2 separate regions of the Mus musculus genome follow, and region 2 is linked to region 1. Evidence: chromatin contacts called from public HiChIP or PLAC-seq data. All regions are on one chromosome and are shown on one strand. The core of a region is the stretch at or near the end of the contact, and the rest is flanking DNA. Distances in the headings are between cores, read along the strand shown. Region 1 overlaps Tmem135 (transmembrane protein 135). Region 2 holds the start of Crebzf (CREB/ATF bZIP transcription factor).

The links. HiChIP or PLAC-seq counts read pairs in DNA pulled down with a chosen protein or histone mark.
Region 2: a contact with region 1 is called in an H3K27ac HiChIP or PLAC-seq map of thymic regulatory T cells, with 7 times the contacts expected there. The contact joins the promoter of Crebzf here to the enhancer-like site in region 1. A contact is called at or near these places in 1 of 484 Hi-C or Micro-C datasets (B cells), 2 of 115 datasets of contacts at active chromatin or transcription factors (large pre-B cells and thymic regulatory T cells) and 1 of 9 other capture datasets (adipose tissue).

What each region holds. Positions count from the first base shown.
Region 1 is chr7:89,246,150-89,253,228 of GRCm38.p6, forward strand. All of the region lies in intron 4 of Tmem135 (transmembrane protein 135), which reads right to left. Among named protein-coding and RNA genes, the nearest start is that of Tmem135, 89 kb to the right of the region's middle. Within about 2 kb of position 2,167, at least 139 of the 459 cell types and tissues checked have an H3K27ac peak or open chromatin away from gene starts, as enhancers often do. A contact at or near this core is called in B cells, adipose tissue and thymic regulatory T cells, where this site is marked.
Region 2 is chr7:90,439,391-90,446,306 of GRCm38.p6, forward strand. It overlaps Crebzf (CREB/ATF bZIP transcription factor), which reads left to right and starts at 3,391. Exons shown (of 1, transcript NM_145151.3): 1 at 3,391-6,916. The coding sequence starts at 3,625. The coding sequence ends at 4,701.

The DNA of each region.
Region 1 (7,079 bases), core at 917-3,416:
TCACAGTCATGCAACTTTAAGGTTTTTAAACTTTCAAAGAAGTCATCTGCTCATCAGCGAACAGTTTTCCAGGCAAGGCCAACTGAGCCACAGATGCAGCTTCTTCCTCCGTGAGGACGGGAACGAGGCTGCGGAAGGCCATCCATCCTTTAAGATGACCAAAAAGGTGAGGAAAGACTGAGTCACAGCTAGAAAGTCAGAGATAAGAGAGAGGACAGACACCGGCACAGTATCTTTTTTATTATTTAATTTTTGATTCCTTGTAAATTTCACATCAATGGACTAATCTCACTCATTTGCCTGACCCTTTATACCTGTCCTCTGCCCTTGCAACCAAACTACCAAAAGAAAAAAGAAAAGAAAAACCTCTTGTCATGGATGCTGAAGTGTGTCTCCGTGTGCCCCACAGTAAATGCTCTTTTGTCCACACTTCTTTCCTTGTAAATGTTCGCTGCAATGAGTTATTGGTCTACTTTGAGGTCTCTGGCTTCTACTACACTAGCAATACTGGATTCTCACTGTGGGGAGCGGGTGTGGCGGTAGTCCCAAGATGGCGCCCGGGACTGCAGCCAAGTCTTATGACTTGCACCTGACTTCCTCATACACCCGAAAATAAGCCACGTCCATCATGAGAGCTGCGCAGGTGCACCATGACACAAGATCAGGCCATTTGACGAAGGCCAATGAAGTGAGATTATGCGGACTGAGCTAATGGGGCGTGGTTAAGGGGTTATATAAGGGATTGCGATTGGGGGCTAGAGGAGAGTCCTGCTTGCATGTTGAAAGGTTCCTGAATAAACTGCTTTGAGAAGAACGCTGTGTCGTCTGCTGGTCGGAGACAGAAGCAACACCTCACTAGGACTCCTCTCCAGAGATTACCCAGGTTTTGCCCTATGTCATGGAGACTACTTGACCGTTAAAAACTCAGATATGTATCTTCACAAGCTCGAGCAGTCAGGAGAGCAAGAGCAAGCCAGCCCTTGCATGGGCAGCACACTAGAGCTAGCCCTGCTGGCATGAGCAGGTAAGCCAGCCCTGAGGGCATGAGAGCAAGATGGGCTCTACCCATCTGTTGCTGGCTGCAACACTGAGCAAGCAGCCAGGGCAGTGCTGAGAGCTCATCCTTATGGTGCAGGTAGGTGCAAGAGAGTGGTAGACTGACCAGCTCAACTATTACCCAGGCCAGACCTAAGGCTTTGAGTTGGTCACAGTATTTTTTTAAATCTACATGTTGAGTTTTTAATGGTCATATAGAAAGTGGGTGGCCAGAAAGGAAGGAGGAACAGAGGGAGTCCAGAGACTGAGCAAGAATGAGCCTGCAGAGGCTGGAGTTACAAGTATGCACAGCACTCTATAAATGGTGCCACAAGGAAAACATAAATAAACCTGAGCTCTCCCTCCTACTCCCTGCTTTACCTCTGCTTTACCCAATCCCTTTTGCTCCTCTTTTCTCTCTGAATAAAGAAAGAATAATCTTGGGAGAATGACAAAAATGACTTTAAGGCAGAATGACAGTACATAACATATGCAAAAAGAAAACAAGGAGATGGAAGAGAGGAGGTGGCCTAGGAATGAAGTCAAGCAGAGGCTGGAAAACATTCATTGCTGTTGGACTAAATCTAGAGCTACAACAAAGGAAGGAGGCAACTTACAAGTTGTCGAGGCAAAGCAAGTCTACGCATAGGGCATATGGGGCCTGGGTCGGACTGTCAATTGGACTTAACTGCTAAAGCAAAATTTGTAAATAAGAACAACCTTTTGTGCATTTGTTTAGATGGGAGGTTACAATCCCTAGAGTTCCTATGCACAAGCCAACACACATAGATCTGGGACGTGGAGGAGCTGACATCAAAATGTGAACATAAAAAAATTTAAAAACTAAAATCTTTTAGGACAGTCTGCTAAGTTGCAAAAATACAGTACAATTTCAATATAATTTGATAAGAGATTCAAAGTAGACCATTGTTGAGAAAGGAGTTGTTCACATACTCCCAACATAAATTATACATCAATGAGTTCACCGATAGATTTTACTGAAGCACATAAAACTAGCTGAAAGATCTACTTGTAAAACTGTCACCAATGACGCATTTGCTTTTACTCTACTCTCGGTGACAGGCATGCCGCAGTGTGCCATACATCTTCCGGTTTCTGTTAAAACCAGACAACTCAGGAAGGTGATTTCATAGAGGAAGCCTGGAAGGCGGATGTAGCAAGCAATCACTTGAGATAAAGTAAACAATGGTTTCTCAAAACCGGATCAAATTACTCTTATGTCTCAAATCACAGATAAAAGGGAAAGCTATCTAGGGAGACATGATTTGAAGACAAAATTCTTTTTCTTTAATATCCAAATGAACTTGATCCAAATCTCATCTTTAGTACTCAAATCAACTGACTTGCCACCTCTTTCCACTAGTAGTTTAAGTATGTCTCAATCTAAAAGCATCCTGCCAGTAAAGCTAAGCTGCCCTGGGTTCTATTGGAAAGCACTGGAGTGTGTAATTTTCCTCTGACCTCTACCTGAAGGGTTTTAATTTACTTGTACCTAAGCCAGTGCTAACAAGTGTGGGAGGGAAGTGGATGGGGTAGAAGACTGTCAGTACTTGTAACTATCTCACAGAAAATTGTTTTTAAAAATGTTCCACTCCTAGAGTTTTCATTCCACTTAAGATGTTTAATACTAACCATTCATTTGACATTTCCTATGTGACTATGGGTGGGTAGATATCTACAAATCCTTGTTATAAAACACTATCAAGAAAGACTACTTTTTAATAATAATACCAGATAAGAAATTCAATCTCATAGATCCTAGATGCAATACTAAGTTTAAGACTGTGAATGTATGTGCCTGTGTGTGCATGTGGGCGTGTCAAAAAATCTATAGAAATGTATGGAGAAGAAACAGCAGTAGTAATCTCAAGGGATTTTCTTTATCCTTGATTTTCTAATATTTCTCTCTGTCCATTTGTTACTCTCTACCCAGGGGGTAGGATATGTCCTACAACTCCAGAGGACAGATGAAACTACAGAGAATATCATGCTATATATGCATATATGGATATGTGCATGTACACATCAAATGCTTTCATATATTTTATGGAAATTTATAACTTCTAAATTAGACATAATATAAGATGAAAAAAATTATTGAAAAAATTAACAATACCAGTCACGTATTAATTAAATCCTGAATTATATATTTTCAGAATTTTATACTTAATGTTTGGTACCTTTAATAGTTAAATTTAAGCATTGTCTTCATGTGTAAATTATTATAAATACTTTCATTCAGTAATTTTGGATGAGAAACTGGCCAGGAGCTATTTTAGAAGGGGCAAATTCCCATGTGCCTTTGACTGTTTTTCCTAATACTCGAGCTTTTATCCTATTTTCTGTAAGAGAAACCACTTGAAGAACTCTCTAACTCACTATTATTAGACGAGGTCTGCCTGTCCCTGTGCTAGGGCACTGGGCAGATAGTAAACCGTGTTAAAGCACTGAGAAATCAACAGAAGTGGTAAAAAGTTCTTTAGATTCTTAGTGTAATGATTGTTTTTGATATACATTTTCTTGCAAATATACAAAAATGTTGTGAGATGGGACAATCCAATTCCTGAACTGGCAATGTTGGACTCTCCATTGCTACATAGCAGTCCCCAACCAAAAAACCTGTAGTCAAACAGATAGCTGGACTTTCAAGTACCAGAACCACCCAGAGAGTGTTAGCATTCAATTCATGGCTCCAGAAAACTATGCAATGAGAGCAGATGATTGCTGAAGATCCTTAGAGTGAAAACGTGGGCTATATACAAGAATTTTTACTAGCTTTTTGTTTTCCCAACCTTTGGTGAATTCTAATAATGTTGAAGACAGCTGAAGGAGCAAAAGGAGCAAGAAACCAAGAAAGAAAACTGGGGTAAGAACAAGGGAAATGGTAAAAATAGAACAGAAAGCTTAGCTCTTGGTTAAATATCTACATAAAGCCAGAAAAGAAAAATGGAAAGACTTAGTCACTGGAAGAATTCCAGAGAAATATCGGGCCTGTAGGCAAGCGTCACAGAGGGTTCACCTCCAGGACCTTTAACACTGGCCCCTATCTAGGACTAATCGCAGGCCTGCTAGAAGATGCCACGGCAACTTTTAACAAAAGTTCCTACACAAGAGATGCAAAATCAGAGGACAGACAGCAGTGGCTGCTGCTCATGCCTGAGAACATAGTATGTACAAAGGGCAATGATGATAATGGTGAGGAGGAGGGTGGTAGTGGTGGTGATGGTGATGACAGAGGAGAAGTTGAGCATGAAGTATGTGAATTTCCAATTTAGAGCCAGATGACATGCCCAATACAACTCTATTTATGTGTCTAAAGATAATCTAAAACTCAAGTCAACAACTCAGTGCTGTTGAAAATTACACACTCTACCACACTACGATGCAAAGACCCACTAATTTGATGTTTACATTCTGAGCAATGATGACAGGCAAATACGATAAGTCTTTTGTAGTCTCCCCTCCCCTAGCCTGAAACCTGCTTGCTCGGGGTGGAGCTTCCTGCTCATTCGTTCTGCCACGCCCACTGATGGAACCTGCGGAGCCACACACGTGCACCTTTCTACTGGACCAGAGATTATTCGGCGGGAATCGGGTCCCCTCCCCCTTCCTTCATAACTAGTGTCGCAACAATAAAATTTGAGCCTTGATCAGAGTAACTGTCTTGGCTACATTCTTTTCTCTCGCCACCTAGCCCCTCTTCTCTTCCAGGTTTCCAAAATGCCTTTCCAGGCTAGAACCCAGGTTGTGGTCTGCTGGCCGGACACAACAGTCTTTACTTTCCATAATTAAACCATTATTTCTCTGCCACAGCAGAAAACTTTGTACAGTGAAAACAGTATGATTCAAAACACAATACACTTGAATACGAGCACACTCATTTCATGAGGCATCTGTTAGTGTTGTGAGCCATGACATGTACAGTGCATAGTCTATATGTTTACAATCAGAAAGTCATGACAGGCAACACAGACAAAAACTGCCAGAAATACGTTGGCTTCATTGTGAATTAATTCTGAATTATTTTTTGGTCACTGAGTAATTAAATTTTGTACAGCTCCCATGTCCAGTTACATACATGGGGTTGTAAGCACGGCTTAAGAAGCTGAACTCTGTGAGACCAAAGGATGGACCATCAAGAGACTGCCCAACCCGGGGATCCATCCCATAATCAGCCACCAAACCCAGACACTATTGCATATGCCAGCAAGATTTTGCTGAAAGGGCGCTGATATAGCTGTCTTTTGTGAGGCTATGCCAGGGCCTGGCAAATACAGAAGTGGATGCTCACAGTCATCTATTGGATGAAACACAGGGCCCCAATGGAGGAGCTAGAGAAAGTACCCAAGTTGCTGAAGGGGTCTGCAACCCTATTGGAGGGACAACAATATGAACTAACCAGTACCCCCAGAGCTCATGTCTCTAGCTGCATACATAGCAGAAGATGACCTAGTCGGCCATCATTGGGAAGAGAGGCTCTTGGTCTTGCAAACTTTATATGCCCCAGTACAGGGGTACGCCAGGGCGAAGAAATGGGAGTGGATGAGGAGGAGAGCAGGGTAGGGGGAGGGTATAGGGGACCTTCAGGATAGCATTTGAAATGTAAATGAAGAAAATATCTAATTTAAAAAAAAAAAAAAAAGCTGAGCTCTGTCTGATGCATACTGGATAGTCTGAGGAAATAAATAGCATACTCAGGAGCTACCCAATGGAAAACAAGCAAACGAAGTCTTCCCTGCACTTGCCACTGCCTCTGTGTTTGTTCAAGTCAGCATTTGTTAAGTGAGAAATTTATAAGGCATACTTGAATCTATACCCCTCAACAACTTATCATAATATATAGTTTGTTGATATTTTATAAGAGTAAGTGCTCATATACTGGTTGTTTTGGGATATGTGGTTAACCAGAGTGTGAATAAATATGTCCCAACTGTATTACAACAATCTCAAATGTTGAAATATAATCTGTTAGTCTTTCATGTTAATGAAATCAACTTATTCTTCTTAGACATCATAAATGTCATAATTTGTTTTCTTTCAGACTCGGGGACTACTTGCTACACATGGAGACAACGGACTGAGGGCCAGTCCAAGGTTATGAGGAAGGTTACTTCTGTTTAGAGATGTGGGCTGATGAGTTCTCAAGGAATGTAGATGGTAAGCAGATGGTTCATTTCCAAATCGAGAGCAACAGTCTGGCTCTAAGGAAGAGTACTTTTGTAAATATATGTCCTGTCATGTTCTATTCAGTATGACATGACCTAACCATGTACCTTGCTATGTCCCTGTCTTCTTTTAGCATAATAAGGTGTATCAAACGAAAAACCTATTTCCCCTATAATCCTGTCTTCTTCAAATAATCATCACAAAAAATAATAATGTTACAAGCAAAACGACAAGCACAAAACAAGATACAGAATTCTACTACTTCAATCCTCTTTCAAAACAAGAGCTCAGTCAATTATAGAACTGAATTTTCTCAACCAGAAAACTTAATGTGCTCTCTGAGTTGTCATTTAAAATATTTTTGAAAGTATACAAATTTAACCCATGTAGTAAATAATTGTTAGATGACGAGTCAGCAACCTCCCTCCTTGCCCTGCCCCTGTTCTAAGAAATGGTGACTGTATTTAGATAATTCCTCTTTTGGTTACTATGGTTTCCATCAGAAATGTCTCCCATAAGCTCATACTTTCAGCAACTGGTCTCCAGGTCTTCCTGCTAGTTTGAAAGCTATGGAGTTTTTAGGAGGAGGGGCCTAACAGGCAGAAATTTGAAGACAAAAGCCAGCCCTGGGTCTAGCCTAAGCTCTACTTCCTGTCTGCTGTCATGTGAACAAGACATCACCTTGTACTTCTACTGTCCATTGTGCTGATCCAAGCTTAAGCCTGAGCCAACAGACTTTCCCTGGCTTCAGTTTTTTCTGTCAGGTATTTTGAGTCAAGGTGCTACAAAGGTAACATCAATATTGGTATAAATAAATGTGTAATAATTATTTCCTTTTGAGACTGACTTTTTTATGC
Region 2 (6,916 bases), core at 2,141-4,640, 1.2 Mb after region 1:
TTGTTAAAGGACTGAATATCTCACAGGAAAAAAAAAAAGAAAAAAAAAAAGAAAGAAAAAGAAAAGATTGTGTTATGGGAAAACAAAGAATGCTAACAAAGAAAATATTGATCTGCTGCCTGCCATTCATTGATTTTCATGTTGTATTGCTTGCTTGCTACAAACTGAAAAGGATTGTAATGACAGTCAGAGTGCCCATGATGTTCTTGTGCATGTATAATCACATTCTTAGTTCGTTTGCCGATATCACGGATGCTGAGATGTCTGTTGCACACTATTTCTCTTCTGTGGCTCATTTGTCTTCCTTTCAGAGTACCCACTTTGGATTTCAGCTTAAATAACTCCTTAGGAAACACTTTCCTGATCATCCTGGTCTTTTATTTGCCAGATATAATTCTTGTTTCAGAAGCTTACTGTTTAATAAACTCACCCTTTCTAGGTCTTTCTGAACTCTGGCTTGCTGTTTAAATCCCACTGTTCTGGCCCAAACTCTTCTCCAAGCTGACGGACTAGAACTGGTTTCTTTCAGCTTCTCACTGAATTGCTCTTCTTGGCTTTAAACTAACTCTGGCAATCTGTTCTAATCTTCTGGTTCCTTCCCATTTTCTGGCTCATCTGCAACCTGTCTCTCTAAAACTGTACCAGCAAAACTGCCTCCTCTCTTTCGCTCTGTGCTGCTCTTTTACGTTCCTGTGCTATTTTCGTGAGAGTTGGAGGTATTCTATCTCTGACCTACTCTGTCAGATATTCCTCTGATTCATCACTTTGTCTGCCACTCAATTAGACATCATTTTCAAACATGGCCACACAAAATTAGTGTGTGTTTATCCTGGAAGAGTTAAAAGTAATTAAATGTGTAGGAGGCACGGAAATCCTTGTGCTCACAGATAAGCATTAGAGGAACCAGAAATATTAAACACACATTGTTGTCTCTTCAAAGAGACACCACCCAGAAAGCTGGGAGCAAAAATAGCCTGGTAACATTTACTCTGTGTGGCAGAGACTACAACTGATCCTCCTCTAGACCCTTATTTTGAGCTTATTTTTTTCTGTCAATCTATAAAATCCATGTGGTGGTTTGAATGTGCTTGGATCAGGGATTGGTAATATTAGGAGATGTGGCATTGGTAGAGTAGGGGTAGCCTTGTTGGAAGAGGCCTGTTGAAAGAAAATGAGATTTTGTATCTTGTGATTCATGTAAAAGAGTTGTCTATGAGCCCACTGCCTGGGGCCAAGAACAAAGCAGAACAGACAGGGCTGTTGTTAAGACATTCCTAAGAACAGCTTGATTGTACAAGCAGGGCTATCTTGTCTGGGCCAACACCACCTGGCCGGAACCTCCCCTCTGTCTACTGCCCCTTGATGCCTGGTAAAGTCATACATCAACTGACTGCTATGTGAACAAAGATAAGCCCCCAGCCCACAGGAACAAGGTCCTGATGCCCTTTTGCTGACATGTAATCTTTCTGTTAATGTTTGAATAAGCCAATAGTGTGTCACTATGCTGAATTCCACACCCCTAAGCCCCTTACCCCATAAAAACCCCTAGCTTTCAAGCCTCGTGGCCGACATCTGTTATCTCCTGTGTGAGATACATGTCGGTCCAGAGCTCCGTAATTAAACGTCCTCATGTATTTACATCAAGATGATGGTCCTTCGTGATTTTTTGGGTGCACACCGAATCGGGAATTGGGTGGGGGTTTCCCCACTAGGTCTAACACTGTCAGTGTCAGAGTGGGCTTTGAGACACTCCAGCCTGCCTGGGGAACTCGGAGTTCCTTCCATAGAGGAAATGGACCCTGCCTGGATTCTGCTCTGCTTCTGTGATGATAATGGACTGAACCTCTGAAAGTGTAAGCCAGCCCCAGTTAAATGTTGTCCTTATAAGAGTTGCCTTGGAGCTGGGCGGTGGTGGTGCATGCCTTTAATCCCAGCACTCAGGAGGCAGAGACAGGCCAGCCTGGTCTACAAAGTGAGTTTCAGGACAGCCAGGGCTATACAGAGAAACCTTGTCTTGAAAAACAAAACAAAACAAAACAAAACAAAACAAAACAAAACAAAACAAAACAAGAGTTGCCTTGGTCATGCTGTCCCTTCACAGCAATGGAAACCCTAATTAAGACATTTGTCTTTATGGAAGATGTCATGCATACTTTTACACAGAGTTTCATGGTGGTCAGGTCATATTGCTGCATACTCTCGATTATCAGCAGGAAACTCTTCCACCAAACTGTGCTTTGCTTAAAAATGCCTAAAATTGGGCTGGTGAGATGGCTCAGTGGGTAAGAGCACCCAACTGCTCTTCCGAAGGTCAGGAGTTCAAATCCCAGCAACCACATGGTGGCTCACAACCATCCGTAATGAGATCTGACTCCCTCTTCTGGAGTGTCTGAGGACAGCTACAGTGTACTTACATATAATAAATAATAAATAAATCTAAAAAAATAAAATAAAATAAAATGATTTAAAAAAAATGCCTAAAATTAAGAACTCTGGGATCATACTCTTGAAGTTTGAATCAACACTGGCTACTCAGTGTGTTAAACTGAATTACATTACTTTGTTTGTCCTGGTGGTTGCAGAAGCCCCCCCCCCCCCCCCCCCCCCCCCCCCCCCCCCCCCCCCCCCCCGCACTATTGGCCCAATGTGTAGTGAGGCTTAAAAGAATTCGTTACATCAGTGCTATGTGCATGAACTCATTGAATAAAAAGTGAAGTGTTTTGTTCAAGACTTGGTCTTTTCAAAAAGCTGGTATTTTAAAAACGGAAAAAGCCTAAGTAACTACCATGACTTGACAAAAGAAAAAAAAAGCAGAAAACAAACAGCAAAACAAGAGACCAGTAAACAAACCAACCACCCACTCTTGGCAAAGGAGCTAATTCTGCAAGTGACCCTTATTGCAAAAACAAATGATAAATAAAAATGATGTAATAATGACAATAATAGCAGTAATAGTATTATGAAAGATCATTTTCTGAGACTAAGGACCTCTGAATGTCGCCTGGGGAGTTAGTGTCAGTACGTGACTGCGTTCCCCAGAATTTGGTAACACTTCTGATTTAAAGTCTTTTGTTTTAACGGGGACTATTTCCTTATGCGTGCTGTTTTTTGCTTGCAGTTTAGAGAGAAACAGCAAAAATAAAAGCGTTCACAAAAACAGTTTTTTTTTAATATAGCTACGTCAAATATGTCTAGATGTCATATTGGATCGAGGAGAGTGGTACCGGGTAGTACCGATGAGTGGGGGGGGGGTGGAAACTAGGTTTTATTGTGTTTTGCCTGCTGCTCCTATGACATCACCGCAAAGCCGAAGTTACTGCACCTCGAAAGCACTCGGAATCTCGCGATACTCTGGCTGGAGCGAAGCGCGTTTTTGTGGGCGGGGTGGGCAGAGAGTAACTTCCGGCCAGGCCGCTGTCTGGGTGGCGCGGCCGAGTCCTCCCCCGGGCCTCGCCGCTTCGCGCTTCCACTGCCTTCCCCCCGCCTCGTGCGGGGGGTTGGGCGGCCGCCGGAGGCCACTCGGACCTTGCCCCGCGCCTGCGGTCGGCCCGGCGCCGTGGCTCTGCGCGCTGGGGGCCCGGGGTCGGAGTGGCTGCGGCCTACCCGGGCCCGCCGCTCAGCCCCATGAGGCACAGCCTGACCAAGCTGCTGGCAGCCTCGGGCCGCGACTTCCCGAGCCGCCGCGACAGCCGGGAGCCGCCCGCCACGCGCGCGCCGCCCCGGGAGCCGAGCGGGGCAGCCGCGGGGGCGGAGACCCCGAGGCCCGGATCGCCTGACCGCGAGCAACCTCACGGGGACGGGGACGGGGGCGAGCCGGAGGCCCGGAGCGGGAGCCGCGGCAGCGTGGCCGTGCGCGCGCCCGCGCCCTCGCCCCTGAAGATGGAGGAGGAGGAGGAGGACGCGATCGCCATGGTCCCCAAGGAAGAGCCGGAGGACATGGACTTTCTCTCCGGGCTGGAGCTGGCCGATCTGCTGGACCCTCGGCAACCGGACTGGCACCTGGAGCCCGGGCTCAGCTCGCCCGGGCCCCTGTCCTCGTCCGGCGGAGGCTCGGAGAGCGGCGGCCTGTTGAGGGGGGACGACGACGACGACACCGCGGCCGCCGAGATGCAGCGCTTCTCCGACTTGCTGCAGAGGCTGTTGAACGGCATCGGAGGCTGCAGCAGCGGCGGTGACCGCGGCGGCGGGGAGAAGAGGCGGAGAAAGTCCCCGGGAGCAGGAGGCGGTGGCGCCAACGACGGCAACCAGGCGGCGACCAAGAGTCCCCGGAAGGCGGCGGCGGCCGCTGCCCGTCTTAATCGGCTCAAGAAGAAGGAGTACGTGATGGGGCTGGAGAGTCGGGTCCGGGGACTGGCAGCCGAGAACCAGGAGCTGCGGGCCGAGAATCGGGAGCTGGGCAAGCGCGTGCAAGCACTGCAGGAGGAGAGTCGCTACCTACGGGCCGTCCTGGCCAACGAGACCGGACTAGCTCGCCTGCTGAGCCGACTGAGCGGCGTGGGACTGCGGCTGACCACCTCCCTCTTCAGAGACTCGCCCGCCGGCGACCACGACTACGCCCTGCCGGTGGGGAAGCAGCCGCCGGAGCCGCGGGAAGAGGACGACGCGGCGGGAGGAGTGTGTCTCCATGTGGACAAGGATAAGGTGTCGGTGGAGTTCTGCTCGGCGTGCGCTCGGAAGGCGTCGTCGTCTCTTAAAATGTAGGGTCAAGTAATCTGCTCTTTATCCGCGTTTACCCCTTTCTCCTCCCTTACACCATGTCAAACACCTTAGTGGGACATCGTCACCGGACGCATTTCAGAGGCGGAAAAAAAAGTAATATTAAATCTTTTAAGTGTTTAGCTAAAAGCATGAATGTGACACTGTAACCAACTCCTAATGATAACCTGTGACTATTAAATCTCTCTGACAGTTTCTTTTTTAGGTGATTTCCTTCCTGCCAGGCTCCGTTGTAGGGGTTACAGAGCAGTCGTTCCCGCCTCACAACCTGGTAAGGATCCATCTCTTCCCGTAACGCTCATGCTCGGCTGCTTAGGCTACTTTAATGGGCAGACATCTCAATGTGTGTGTGTGTGTGATATCTTTTTCTGTTTGTTTTTCTTTTTGAAAGGTGGTGGGAGGGGAATCTTAATTTGGGCCTTGTCCACCCTGGAAACAGACTTGTGCTGGTCATTAATGTACTTAAGTTGCTTCTGGTTGAAATAGCTGTTAAATGTGTCCCCTTGTTCAGAGTTGCGTGTACCTAGCTCTTCTGTCCCCAGTGTGGACATGGCCTTGGATGACATCGGTTCCAACTGTACACAGAAACCTGCTAATAGAGATACAGTTTGGAGACAGTCAAACAGGTGAAGTTGAATGGAAGTTCCGAGTTGTACAAGGTGCAAATTGGAATTCCAATTGTAGAGCAACTTTTCAGAGGTTGACAATAAGTATTGAGGCATGCGCAAATGTGGTATTTTTCTGGAGATGACAAGTCTCCTAAAATACTTAATGAATGCCTTATAGTTTTCAGTAGAAAATGCAGAAATACAGTCTATTTAAAGACCCTAATAGTTCACCACTTGAGAAGTTGGAAATTAACATACCCATCAGATTTCTGTGTTTTAATTAGAAGACGATAAATGAAATGTTTCTTTGAGGACCAGCACAGTAATTACTAATCAATGAGTATGAAGAAATTGTTGAAAGTATTTATTTTTGTTGTATTAAAATTTAGGCTAAATTTCTGTATGATTAGATATTGAAGGTTGTGAAATGTGAATGAAAACATGTAAAGTGAGGCTTCACAAAGAATCTTTTCTCCATATTTCTAAAACTTTTGTCCTATTTAAAAATACTTGTTTAAATTAATGAAATGATCGATACTGTTTTTCCAAAGACGGAAAAGTCTTTCCTTAAAATACTGTTTTTTTGTCCACTTGTCTTAAGTGTGTGTTCTGATGCTCTGAAATGCAAGAGACATTAAATTCTTTGTGAAACATCACTGTTTGATAAAGGATATACGTATTTAGCATCCTTGTTTTTCTTTGTGCTAAAGTGGATACAGCTGTTGGGGCAGAAGAGACGGGACCAGCTGCTGGCCACATTTCCTGCTTTATTTTAAAAGGTAGTATAAGAAATAAGGAAACAGAGGTAATATCAGGGCTTCTGCTGTCTTTTATTTTTAAAATGTTCATAATTAAGTATTTTCCAGCAGTCCAAAGATGTAAGTTATCCTACACGTAAGATGTTTTATTTTGTTACTTGGTTATGGAAATGGAATCTTGTTCTTGCACAACTGTAAATGTTTTGTTGCTAGATAATATGATTTTGAGACCTAAATTAGTCTCTGGTTTTTCAGTCTATCACATTTTGTAAAAATCTCTACTGCACTTGAGCATGAATGGGTAGTAGCCAAACTCACAACTTGGAGTGACGGACCTGCTTCTACAAGGGTAGGATACAAGCCCCACAATGCAGCTGCATGGATTTCAGTGCCTATGAATTATATATATATATATATACATAGATATAGAAACCAAAAGTAGTTGGAAATTTATTTGAAATGACTAATTTGTGCTCTTTCTGAAGTATGTTAAATGTAGCTTTTGAAACAGAAGCCTTGAATTGAAATTTAATACTTGAACATTTTTGTATATATTTCTTTGTATATAATTTTGTGCAGAACCAATGACAAACATATGGTGTCATAATAAAATCAGGTTTGTTGATCTTTCAGTTATGGGCTCAAAGAATTTATTCATCTCTAACATGATATTGGAAAGTAATGGATGAAAATAGGAAAAATGGTTGTTAATATAGACTTAATCGAAAGGTTCTGGAAGTAGTAAGTTTGTTTTCCTAAAAACTATACCATTTCTGTGGAATATTTTCTTAACCTCAGTGCTTTTCCTGCATTTGAAGTGTGGGCTTGGGGAAA